2 separate regions of the Hordeum vulgare genome follow, and region 2 is linked to region 1. Evidence: chromatin contacts called from public Hi-C data. All regions are on one chromosome and are shown on one strand. The core of a region is the stretch at or near the end of the contact, and the rest is flanking DNA. Distances in the headings are between cores, read along the strand shown. Region 1 has its middle 220 kb from the start of LOC123405263. Region 2 holds the start of LOC123403290 (receptor-like protein 2).

Region 1 (6,277 bases), core at 2,097-4,596:
GTTGCAAAATTGAACCAAATTAATTTTCTTAAACATTAGGCCGTATTTAATATACAATTGACCAGACGGTTGGGTGTCAAAAGCTTTTCATCCAGTTCTCGTGAAAAAGACAATGTCTCGTCGATTCATTAAGAAGCATGTCAAATTCGAACTAAAGCTGCCTCTGAGGTTGCTCTTTCTTTTTTCAAAAACATTTATAGCTGAAAAAGCATCTATTTCATTAGAGATAATCCACAGAGTTTTACAAGATTTAGTCTCTAGCTATGAAGATGTTATGGCCACATTCCTGCCATGGTTTGTTCAAATAAGCTCAAATTTTTCACAAGGATCCATCTTGAAATGACAAACAATGTTTTAAAAGGGAGTTTTCCTTTTCTTTATTTTTTACTTTCTTTTACTTTTGTTTTTCTCATTGCTTTCTTTTTCAAAGATTTTTCTCATTGTTTTCAAAGGATGACATGCCAACGTTCCGTGTCACAACAACCATCCTTCGTTTTCCTTCTCCATTTCTTGTTTCCTTTTTCTTTTTCTTATGTTTGTTTTCATTTCCACTCTACATTTTCGTATGTGTCAAAAATGTTTTTTTAATAAGTGATCAACAATTTCTGTATACATTTTCAACATTGTTCGAATGCTTATTCAATATTTTTTAAATACTTATTTATTATTTTAATATTGATTCAACAAGTTTTAAATACTTACTAGACACTTTTAAATACATGTTCAATATTTTTCATATACATATTCAACATTTTTAATACTTATTTAACATTTTTCAAATACTTGTTTGATATTTTTAATACTTTTCAACATTTTTCAAATTCTTGTTAATCACTTTTAGTATTTATTTAACATTTTTCAAGTACTTTTAAATATTTTTCAAATACTTATTTAAGATATTTTAAATGCTTAGTTATCATTTTATATACATGATCAAGAAATTTCATCATTGTTTTGTTACATGGTCAACATCTATTGTATACACATTCAACATTTTTCAAAACATGATTAAAAGTTTCTAAACTATTATGAAAAATAAATGTTTTTAATATATATGTTTAGAATATATAGAAGTGTAAGTAAAAGCTTAAAAAATGAATCAAAAAATGAAATAAAAACATGAAAAAGAACCGAAAAGAAAAGGAGGCAGTGTACCTACCGTGAACTGGACCGGCCACATCGTCGTGCGCTGCAGCGAGTCAGATACTAGACTCACTTTATGCGAGGTATAGGGGCTCTCCTATCGGGACCTTTCAATACGATGCTGCAGGCGCCGGTTCGCGCTCCTCGCACCTGCAGTGTCCCTCGCTGGACTGGCTGATGAAACATCTCCTGGCGCTCCCCTGCAGACTTGAAAAAATTTCATTGATTTTCAAAAATGTGAATTCAAAAAGGTACATTAAAATTCCATTGGATTAAAAAGCAATTAATAAGATTTTCGAAAATTTTAATGATTACGAAAAAAAGTTCACCATTTACAAAAATATGTTAATGGATTTTCACAAAGTTCAAACAATTAGTTGATTTTGAAAAAAAAATCAACAATGTTTTAAAACAGGTAATTTATTTTAAAAATGTTCATAGATTTTTTTAAAAGTTTACCTATTTAATTTTTTTTATCAATTTAGAAAAAAGTTTACGAATTTTAAATTATGTTCACCGATTTTCAAAAAATTCACCAATTTCGAAAAAAAGTTCATCGATTTGGATACAATTTCAGAAATTTGGCGTCTGCGGTGTCCCTCGCTGGACCAGCTGGTAAAACATCTCCTGGCGCTGCGCTGCAGACTCGAAAAAATTTCATTGATTTTCGAAAATGTGAATTCAAAAAGGTACATTAAAATTCCATCGGATTAAAAAGCAATTAATAAGATTTTCGAAAAGTTTAATGATTATGAAAAAAAAGTTCACCATTTTTAAAAATATGTTAATGGATTTTCACAAAGTTCAAAAAATTAGTCGATTTTGAAAAAAAAAGTTCAACAATTTTTTAAAACAGGTTATTGATTTTAAAAATGTTCAAGATTTTTAAAATATGTTCACCGATTATTTTAAAAGTTTACCTATTTCAATTTTTTTTATCAATTTAGAATTGTTTTTTACAACTTTTAAATTATGTTCACCAATTTTCAAAAAATTCACCAATTTCGAAAAGAAGTTCATCGATTTGGACACAATTTCATAAATTTGGTGCCTGCAGTGTCCCTCGCTGGACCGGCTGCTGAAACATCTCATGGCGCTCCGCTGCAGACTCGAAAAAATTTCATTGGTTTTCAAAAATGTGAATTCAAAAAGGTACATTAAAGTTCCATCGGATTAAAAAACAATTAATAAGATTTTCGAAAACTTTAATGATTATGAAAAAAAAGTTCACCATTTTTAAAAATATGTTAATGGATTTTCACAAAGTTCAAAAAATTAATCGATTTTGAAAAAAAAGTTCAACAATTTTTTTAAACAGGTAATTGATTTTAAAAATGTTCATGAATTTTTAAATATGTTCACATTTTTTTATAAAGTTTACCTATTTCCATTTTTTTATCACTTTATAAAAAAGTTTACGACTTTTAAATTATGTTCACCAATTTCGAAAAGAGGTTCATCGATTTGGATACAATTTCATAAATTTGGCGTCTGCAGTGTCCCTCGCTGGACCAGCTAATGAAACATCTCCTGGCGCTCCGCTGCAGACTCAATTTTTTTCATTGATTTTCAAAAATGTGAATTCAAAAAGGTACATTAAAATTCCATTGGATTAAAAAGCAATTAATAAGATTTTCGAAAAGTTTAATGATTATGAAAAAAAGTTAAACATTTAAAAAAATATGTTAATGGATTTTCAGAAGTTCAAAAAACTAGTCGATTTTGAAAAAAAAGTTCAACAATTTTTTAAAACAGGTAATTTATTTTAAAAATGTTCATGAATTTTAAAATATGTTCACCGATTTTTTTAAAAGTTTACCTATTTCAATTTTTTTATCAATTCAGAAAAAAAGTTTACGAATTTTAAATTATGTTCATCGATTTTCAAAAAATTCACCAATTCCGAAAAAAAGTTTTTCGATTTGGATACAATTTCATAAATTAAATAAAGATTCCATTGAATTTCAGAAAATAATCAATTTGAAAGGAAAAGTCACATACTCTCTACTACTGTTAAAAGAGCAAACATAAATTCTACTAAAACTACACATCAAACTGTACACAGGATAACCAGAACCCTCGGATCGAATCAACTTAAACACATCCAACTGCTTATATTATGCAATGGTGTGCCATATGAATCCACATCTCAGATCAAATGTTCTGCCGGGCCGTGGTCTGCCGATCGTTGCGGCGCTACCCGTCTCCCACCCAAATCGTGCCTCCCGACATTTCCTTCTTGACTTCTTCTCTGGCCCCATATTGACAAGAACAGATCCCCAGCAAATGCGCCGCCGATCCTCCCTTCCCCTTCTTCTCGCACCGCCCATCTTCTTGCGCCTGCAATGGCCCTCTTTCTACCGTCACCACACGCCTTCGGCGGCCTCGGTGACCAGGAATGCGAGGACGCATGCCGAAGGCATCCTTCCGAGGAACCGACGTGCTTGGGTTCTCCAGCCTACGCCGTCGAGTCCACCAAGCCGCGTGCCCACGACGCCTCACGTCAGGGGAACCGCCTTTTCCCCCGATATGGATGAAAGCGGCCACGGAGACCGGACGAGGAGGTGGGCAGCTGATAGGAGAAAGGATAGAGGAAGGGACCGATCGGGGATGAATTAGATGGCTTCAATCCAGGACGGCGGCAAGTAGGCATGGCAACTCTAGGGATTTGCTCTTCCCAGATCTGGAAGATAGGAAGCATGGAATCCAAATCGTGAGGCGTCAATGGGGATTGTAGGGAGGAAAGAGAACGTGTTGGTGATGGATGAGGTAGTCTCAATCCGGAGCATGACGAGGAGGGAAAACTGCAGGCACGGTGAGGAGAGTAGGAGAAATAGGAAGGGCACACTGATGACGAGTTGAGTATGAGTTGGGCCGCATTGGAGGTTGAGGGAGGCGGCCATCAGGGGACTTGTTGTTGCTGCAGCTGTGCGTGCTTGCTTGATGCTCATCGTCCTGTATGGATCTGCTGCCATTGCTGCGCATGTGCGTGCGTTGTGCCACTGATGATGTGTGCATGGAAGAGGAAAGGAAGCAAGGCAGCTGAGTTTGCACAAATGTATCGTCAGGACAGGACGGTTGTGCACACACCATCTTCGATTGGGAGCACGGAGATGGTCACTATCAACATATCATCGTGGAGGCTGCCTGCCAGAGGCGCTTGTGTTTCGGCCTGCCTCCACTTGTTGGCAACCTCGTCCTCCAGCGCCAGAGTATCGGCGACGGCAACACTTTGTGTCATGAGCATAGAAGTGGGAGAATAGTGATTATGTAGCTAGATCAGGGCAAAAAAGTAGTGCGTTGGTAATTACTTCCTCCGTCCTAAAATAAGTGTCTCAAGCTTAGTATAACTTTATACTAGAGATAGTACAAAATTGAGACAGTTATTTTGGGACGTAGGGAGTACAAGTTACTACTCCCTCCGTTCTTAAATATAAGTCTTTTTAGAGATTTCACTAGTGGACTATATACGGATGTATATAGACATATTTTAGAGTATAGATTCAATCATTTTGCTCCGTATGTAGACCCTTAGTGAAATCGCTTAAAAGACTTATATTTAGGAACGGATGGAGTAGGTAGGAGCAGATTTAACAAATTCAGAAAATAAAATCCTAATTGATTGCTAAAATACTACATAGTTACTTTGATATTGCTACGCAAGTCAACATGCATAGACTAGAAAGAACACTTACTTCCTACAAAGTATGGACGGATGATGTCATCGGGGAATTTAGAATTTATTGTATGGCTAGGATCTTTTAGGTGCAACGCAATTTTAGTGTCAGCTTTGAGTACATAAAACTTCGAAATTTCTGGCCAAAGTCCTATATCAAAATAGGAGTGACAATCTTCATCAAGTTTCATAGAAATAACGATTGTAAATCGATGGTTTGTGCTCAGCATGACATCCTTGGAGTCTATAGTTATGTAAAGTCCAAGATTTAGCGCATTAGTTGTTGTTGCAAAGCAAGGGATGTACCGCAGGAATTAATAAGATTGTTAAAGAACATGGCAACATGCTAGTATGAGAGTAGTTAAAAGAAGAGCACATCAATTGATATGAAAGGACAAAAAATTATAAGTAAACAGATAATGTAACCGTGATGTCATGCATATGTATATGAGAGTAAACAAAAGAACAATACAACATTAATTTGCCTAATTTAGAAGAAGAAGAAGAAGAAGAAGAAGAAGTATGTGGCAATATATAGTATCGGTTCACCAAAAGTATAGGCCATGTCAACGTAGGTAGTGTGAGATTGAACTTACCGTGCGCTTCATGAAGTCGTGTGATATGGTGAGATGAAACTCATTGGTTGTATGTCCTTGCACTGTACACTCTATGAAGGAAAACCCTCGAATCATGTAGAAGGAACATTTTTCTTTTCAAAAAGGATGATAACCCCCGAAGCTAGAAGGAACGTGAATCCACGGTGATTTCGGCCGGGTGATTAAAAGGGGCAGATGGACTGGGATAAGAGATGAGCGGAAATATTTAAGTAGATTACAGTTACCTGCTTCTCCATGGGAGGTCCAGTGCCGAAGATTCCTGAATTGGGTTAGCAGTGTCGAGAAAATCGGTGCTGAGAAGCCGCGGCTACGGCGGCAACACACGTCGAGCTAAGTGGTTGCCGTGGGGATAGGCGGTGAAATGTAGAGGTCCATAGGATTACTGTAGGTGCTACTAGAGACAGGGAGGAGGAGGGGCTAATTCTTTGTGATAAGGCGTAAATATCACCCCAAAATATAATGCGCTTCAGAGGCAGAGGTTTCCAGACCCAACAGCGTATGATAAACTGAAAATATCACTCTCAAAGAAACTAGCACTCCGGTGTAATAGAGATACGGATAGTCGTTCGATCTGTGTACATCCTGTGATTCGCACGTGCGATCCATGAGGATGCGTTCTGGCCAATAGGAACAAAAGTGATGGAAGTCATCACACACAGTTCCAAAGTTGTGCGTGTTGTGGGAAGACAGTTTCTATTATAAAACTGTGTGGAAAGACTGAAAGTAACAGAGAGGATTCACACTAATAATATGTGTGCGCTGTGATGAATCATATGTTGGTCTAAGATACACATAAAATCAAATAAACAGACTGGTTGCAGGATTGCAATTGCATTGCACT
Region 2 (6,277 bases), core at 1,837-4,336, 580 kb before region 1:
AAAGCTCCCGCCATCACGTTGCAACAGGCATGCCGTCGGCAATGCCGCCCCCTGGCCAAGCTGCTCCGCCTCACCACCATGCAGAAGACACCGCAGCCACGCCGGGAGCCAGCCCACTAGGACCCAGATGGGGCCCGCAGGCCAAGGAGCAGCGCCGCCGGCCACCCCGCACCACCACGCCGCCCTGCCGCCAAGGAGCAGCGCCGCTACCTCACCCGTCGCCGGCCACCATCACTGGGTCGCTTGACCGCAGCCGGCCTAGCTGCACCGCCGCCGCCCCTGCCCCGGGAAGGGGGAACGCGCGCGCGAGGAAAGGAGGGCCCGCCGCCGCCGACACCACCCGGGCCAGCACCGGGGGCGCCCGCCGCCGGCGGCGGGGGAGGAGACGATGGAGGAAAATGCCCGTGGGGGAGGAGCTTGCGTGCCGCCCCGGCCACCTCCCGGGAAGGCGGCGCGAGGGCGGATCTGGGAGGAGGGGGAGGGACGGGGGCGGGGGCGGGGAGGGGGAGGGAGGCCTGACCGGCGGCCGGCAGTGGCGGGAGGGCCGGCGGCGGCGGACGGGGAAGGGCGGAAACCCTAGGTTGCCCCTGTCGCGGGAGCAAGGAGCGGTCGGCCTCACCATTTTCATTTACATGGAGTACAGATTGAATGCCAATAACTTAAGATACCGAGTTTACCAGGGATGTTGATCTTGCTGGGGCTGGAGCCACTGACTTGGTGGTCTTGCTGAACTGAGGACAATTTAAATCATGTCACAGCTTGGGCGATGATAACAATTACAAGTCTTTAGCCAATGCCTAGCTAAGATTTTCTGATCATATAGGACTCCTACTCCAAAGAAAACAACGAAGGCAGTCATGAAGATGATGACCTCACTACCATTCTGTTTTATGGGGTCAATGGAGACAAGACCAGCTTCTGCCGAACCACAATGGTTTGCAACCATAGGGCCACACAGTTTTGGGTTTCCACCAAAGCTAGAATTTGGAAACGTGCTAAACTGGCCCACGTTTGGAATAGAGCCTTCTAAGTCATTATTAGAAATGTTGAATCTGGAAAGGAAGTGCAGATTTTTCAGTGCAACTGGAATTGTACCAGTGAGATGATTATCAGACAAGTCAAGCATCTGCAGGTTCGTGAGGTTGCAGATCTGTTCTGGTATCTGTCCAGATAATCTGTTGGAGCTCAAGTTGAGTGAAAAGAGTCCTTGTAACTGTCCGATCTCCTCCGGGATCATACCACTGAAATTATTCATGGCTAGATTAAGCGCTTTAGGAAAAGCACTGGGCATGAGGTATTGCATAAATTTGTTCTTGTTCCAAACAGGCAGCTCAAAGAAGACCTTTGGTGGAGTGGTATTATCTGATTCTAGCATTGGCATCTCCATTAAGGCACTCGGAATTTCCCCTGTAAGGCTGTTGTTTGATATATCTAGACAGAAGAGAAAATGTAGGCTGCTGATCCATTCAGGTATCGGTCCAGTTAGCTGGTTGCCTTGCAAAAATAGCATCCCCAAATTCGGTAGCTTTGATAACCAATCAGGTATTTTTCCGGACAATGAACAATGATTTATATAAAGAACCTGAAGATTCTTGAAACCATCAGTGCTGACATCTTCTGGCATGGTCTCATGCAGAAAGTTGAACCCAAGATAAAGGGTGGTGAGGCTCCTGGAACTGCTAAGGATCTGAAGTGTTCTTGTGATGTTTGTAAGAGATATATTAGCAAGTGATAGGAATGAGAGGGACTTCAGATTGCCTATTTTTTCTGACAATTGACCATGGAAAGGATTGTAAGATAGCCGTAGTGCAGTCAGCTTGCTGCAGGAGTATATGCTCTCTGGAACTGTGCCGGTGAAGTTGTTGAAAAGAAGATCTAGTTTTCTTAGATTGGACAGGCTTACGAAGTTGACCTTGGTAAGTTCACCGCTAAATTGGTTGCTGTTGAGGTCAATTGTTACAAGATTTGTGCAGTTGCTTAGACCTGTTGGCAGCACCCCTGACATGCTGTTGTGTTCCAAATGCAGCTCCTCCAAACTCTTCAGATCACCTATAGACTCTGGAATGTTGCCGCTGAACTCATTCCCCCCAAGATCAAGGGTGACCAGATTTATGAGCTTGGTGATGCCACCGAGATCCCCTACTAACCAATTGTTTGGTAACGAGAGGTGCTCTAATGAGGTGACCTTGAAGAGTGCATCTGGAAGTGTACCACTGAGGTTGTTGTAGCCAGCACTGAGCAATTTCAGCGCCGAGCAATTACTGAGTCCTGGAGGGATGTTTCCACTGAGTTGGTTGAAGCTGAGCTCAATCACAGCAAGAGATGGCGCGCTAACACATGGGGTAGTTGGTATCTGACCAGTAAATCTGTTGCTGCTGGCATTAAGAACAACCAGGCTCTTCATCGCCTCCCATGTTGTCGATGGTAAACTGCCCGTAAACAAGTTGCTTGAGATGTTGAGTACCTGCAGAGGCCTTGCAGGGGTTGAAGATGGCAGCTCGCTCAGGCCTCCTGTCAGGCGGTTGAAGCTGACGTCAAGAACAAGGATGCTGCTGGATGACACTAATTCCGGTGGCAAGCCACCGGTTAGCAAGTTCCGGGACAGGTTGAGGCGCAAAAGCCCGGTGAGATTGCCAAGGAACGGCGAGATGGCCCCCTCGAGGCCTAGAGAAGTCAGCGAAACATCAGTGACCTTCATATCTTGATTGCAGGTGATCCCTTCCCATGCGCAGCAGTCAGTGTCATGCCGCCATGACGCCGTGAGGCCGCCGTCCCGCGAGAGCCCGGCGAGGAGCTGGTGAAGGGAGCTCTTCTCCTGCTCGGTGCAGGAGCTGGTCGGAGAGACCAAAGAGACCAGCAGCACGAGAGCCAAGCCAAGTGAAGGCATGTGAAATTTCTTGTATGAAAAACAGTGGCTGCATGGTGTTGTGGTGGAACTGGCCATTCTGAATATTTTTGTTTGACAGTCTCCAGAAACTGTCCATTCCGAAAGCATTTCTAAACTGCCATTTCCTAAATAAAATATAAGAGCTGTCCATTCGGATTCTGTCAGTTTTGTTGAATATTTTCTGTTTGAAATTTTTGGTGATGCATTTTGACGCGACCTTATGTTTCTTTCTGAGGTGCTAATAATATGCCGTGTTAAGTCGAGTGTTGACTAGCGGTGTCTCACTGGTAGTTGAGTGGCTAATAATATTTCGTGTTAAGTAGTGTCACTGTATTTCAATGGGTGTGCATATATGTCATGTATCATTGTACAGGTGGCTAGTAATGTTTCGTATTAAATCGAGTGTCGATGCTATTAAGGGTTGCTGCTACTCAGATGCAATCTTCTCTTACAAATTATATTCAGATTATTATGACGTACAGGAGCATGACAACAGACTTTGAAGACTGCAACTGCACGCGTACCACTTTACGACTTTGTGGAGGTCTGGAATTCATATTGCTTTGTACAAAAGTCCACCACAAATTCTTATTGCTTTGTACAAGTCCACCTCACAAAGTCACAGTTCCACACTTGGAAGGAGAAGATCCTCAGCTGATGGGCATGTGTCTGTGAACGCTTGGAGCATCTACAGCCGAACCCATGTGTCCGTGAATATAGTAGATCGTCTTCGATTCTCCTTATTTAAGTTACAGTGTAAGTATTTTGACACGGTTGTAAAGCAATAATGGTAGACCTACAAAGTTTTACTTCCTCTGTCACAGTTTATAAGACATGCACGTGTACCTAGGTCGTCAATTTAACTTATATGAAATATATTGTTTAACATAAAAATTATATCATTAAAAAATAAAACATCTAAAGTTTTCAATGATGTATTTTTTGTAATATATGTCTCTCATTAAGTCGGTCAAATTGACGACCTACATACACGTGCCGGACTTATAAACTGAAACGGAGGGAGTACTTAGGCTTCCTCCAATGCAAAGGCGCTAAGTGAGGTGCTAAGAGCATTAAATATGTTAAGCAACTATAATCTCCAATGCATTGGTGCTTAGTTTGTTGTTGCTAAAGTTGCCCTATTTAATTGTTTAGCAACTAAAGTCTTGCATGCATAGGCTAGTTCCCTTTATTTTTAATATTTTGCATAGGTTCCCGTGACTAGCACTGTTTCCTTCTAAGGACACCAAACTTCTCTCTCTCTTCTTAATTAGATTGCCACATAGGATTTTTTGCCTTGTTGACATGCTTAACACCTATCCAAAGTGGAGCATTGGGAGCAACCTTAACCTTCCAAAGTAATTTTCTCTCTCCTCTTGATTTTCAGTGGGGTGGAACCCCTCATCCCTCTGTTACCAATCATAATCCTCTACGTCAAACCTTTATAGATGTAGCATTACTCATCATAAGGAATGATGATCCCGATAAGTAAGGTGTTTTTTTAGAAAAGGAGGAAGACCCCCGGCCTCTGCATCTGAGCGATGCATGCAACCATTTTACTCCCTCCGTCACGGTTTAGAAGGCACGCTTGAAAAATCTCTGGGACCAAGGTAGTAACTGATTGGTTGTGAGATGTAGTAGGTGTAGATGCTAATGCGTCTAATCAACTGAGAAAATACTAGTACTACTTCGTGAGCAGCAAATTGAGAGGGCGCATGCATGAGTAGTACTAGTACTAATTAATAAGAGTAATTGCTTTCGCGTCTTAAACCTTGTCTATTTTGAAAACGCACGCAAGTTTAACTGTGCCTTCTAAACCGTGACGGGGGAGTATTAATTATTCATAAAGACCTTACAAAGTAATACATCAGTAAGACTGAAGCCACCGTCTACACAACATATGTCGCTACTTCTATACAGTTGATGAAGGGATGCTGATAGTCTGGGCCTAATACCAAACAGACCTCGCAGCCAAACCTAACATCTAAGACCTGATGCCCCAACCAAGCCACCTGCCGGATATGGGGCACCCATCGGTCCGGCGCACACTCACAGGTCGCCGCCGCTAACTGCCATCAATCCATCTTCAGAACTATACTGACGCATCCACCTTGCCCGGTCTAGCTGCCGTCGACGACACCGCGACGCCAGACAACGCCGCCCTCCTGCGCGAGTCCATCCTCGCATATCAGACGCCTAATCACCAGGGCGCCACGCCATCGAGATCCATTGCCTTCAATGTGCAGAATGAAGCACCGCTCCAACAAGTAAGGTAGGCCTTTAATAGTTAAATAACAAGATCGAGGTTCAAATATTACGGGTTAGACAAAGAGACAGGGTTCCGGCTCCCTATAGAAAAAAGAGGCAAGGCCTCTGCAAAAAAAGAAAAGAAAAGAAATGATAAATCATTTTTCGCTAACATGGTCTCCCTCATACATCACCGATGCGTAAAGAAAGACAAATCTTGTGGGTTAGACAAAGAGATGTACCTGTTCTTTTGCTTTATGGACCTTAGAAAGGTTAATGCATGGATACATACATATATGACATCTAACCTCCGGGCTAATCCATTTAGACAAATATAATTAATCTATGTATCAGGCATCTAGTTTCAAATCTTTGGTGATACGTCATGTTGTTCTCTTTGAAGATTATGATCTCAATGGACATAATCCAAAATCTCATTGCGAAATGACCAAACAGGTGAAGATAAACTTTAGATGGGGAAAGCAGGTCTCGAGTAGAGAGATAAACCCTTTGCACATGGAATATGGGTGGCTAAAGGCGAAAAGTAAAGTAAAAAAATATTTAGCTTACTCAACTTCAATTGACCGCTGCTGGATTTAGTGTATTTAATATGACTTAGCGACCAGAACACCTATCAGTATAACTTCTAAAAGGTTATTGAAAAAAGGGTAATTTTGGTGGGCATGTGTTCTTTTTCTAAGCAGCGGGTAGGTTAAAAGCGAAACATGTTGCATATAATGTTTTAATTCAGAATCAGGTTTTGTGATAACCATATTGTTTATGTACTTCAGTATTGTTTGACCTTGATACCTCCTCCACGGCTTGAACCTTGGCCACGAGAGCCGGAGTTTGCTCCTCTGTATGAAGGGAACGTTTTGTATTGCCATTGCCTATTATAACGCCCTTAGGTTTTTAACTTCAGAAAAGCGCAATGCGGGATAGTGTTGAATCGACGGGGCATGATAATCGCCGCGGAAAGGAACGATATCAAAGTTAAACGCTCGCTCCGAAAGTTCTTGGGGGAGCCAAAGATGCCTTCCAGGGTTAAGGTCCGGGAGCATTGCACCTCAACACATACCCTTGAAAGTGGTGTAGCTGGATTTAATCCTTGACGGTCGATGCCCATCTTCCTGACTATGTCAG

What was found. A called contact is a pair of places that touch in the nucleus more often than the background predicts.
Region 2: a contact with region 1 is called in a Hi-C map of leaf, with 7 times the contacts expected there. The contact joins the promoter of LOC123403290 here to the enhancer-like site in region 1. A contact is called at or near these places in 2 of 6 Hi-C or Micro-C datasets (both in leaf) and 1 of 1 datasets of contacts at active chromatin or transcription factors (embryo).

Annotation. Positions count from the first base shown.
Region 1 is chr6H:169,469,235-169,475,511 of MorexV3_pseudomolecules_assembly, reverse strand. It overlaps the pseudogene LOC123405265. Among protein-coding and RNA genes, the nearest start is that of LOC123405263, 220 kb to the right of the region's middle. Within about 2 kb of position 3,346, at least 2 of the 3 cell types and tissues checked have open chromatin away from gene starts, as enhancers often do. A contact at or near this core is called in leaf, where this site is marked.
Region 2 is chr6H:170,046,343-170,052,619 of MorexV3_pseudomolecules_assembly, reverse strand. It overlaps LOC123403290 (receptor-like protein 2), which reads right to left and starts at 3,086. Exons shown (of 1, transcript XM_045097241.1): 1 at 542-3,086. The coding sequence starts at 2,995. The coding sequence ends at 743.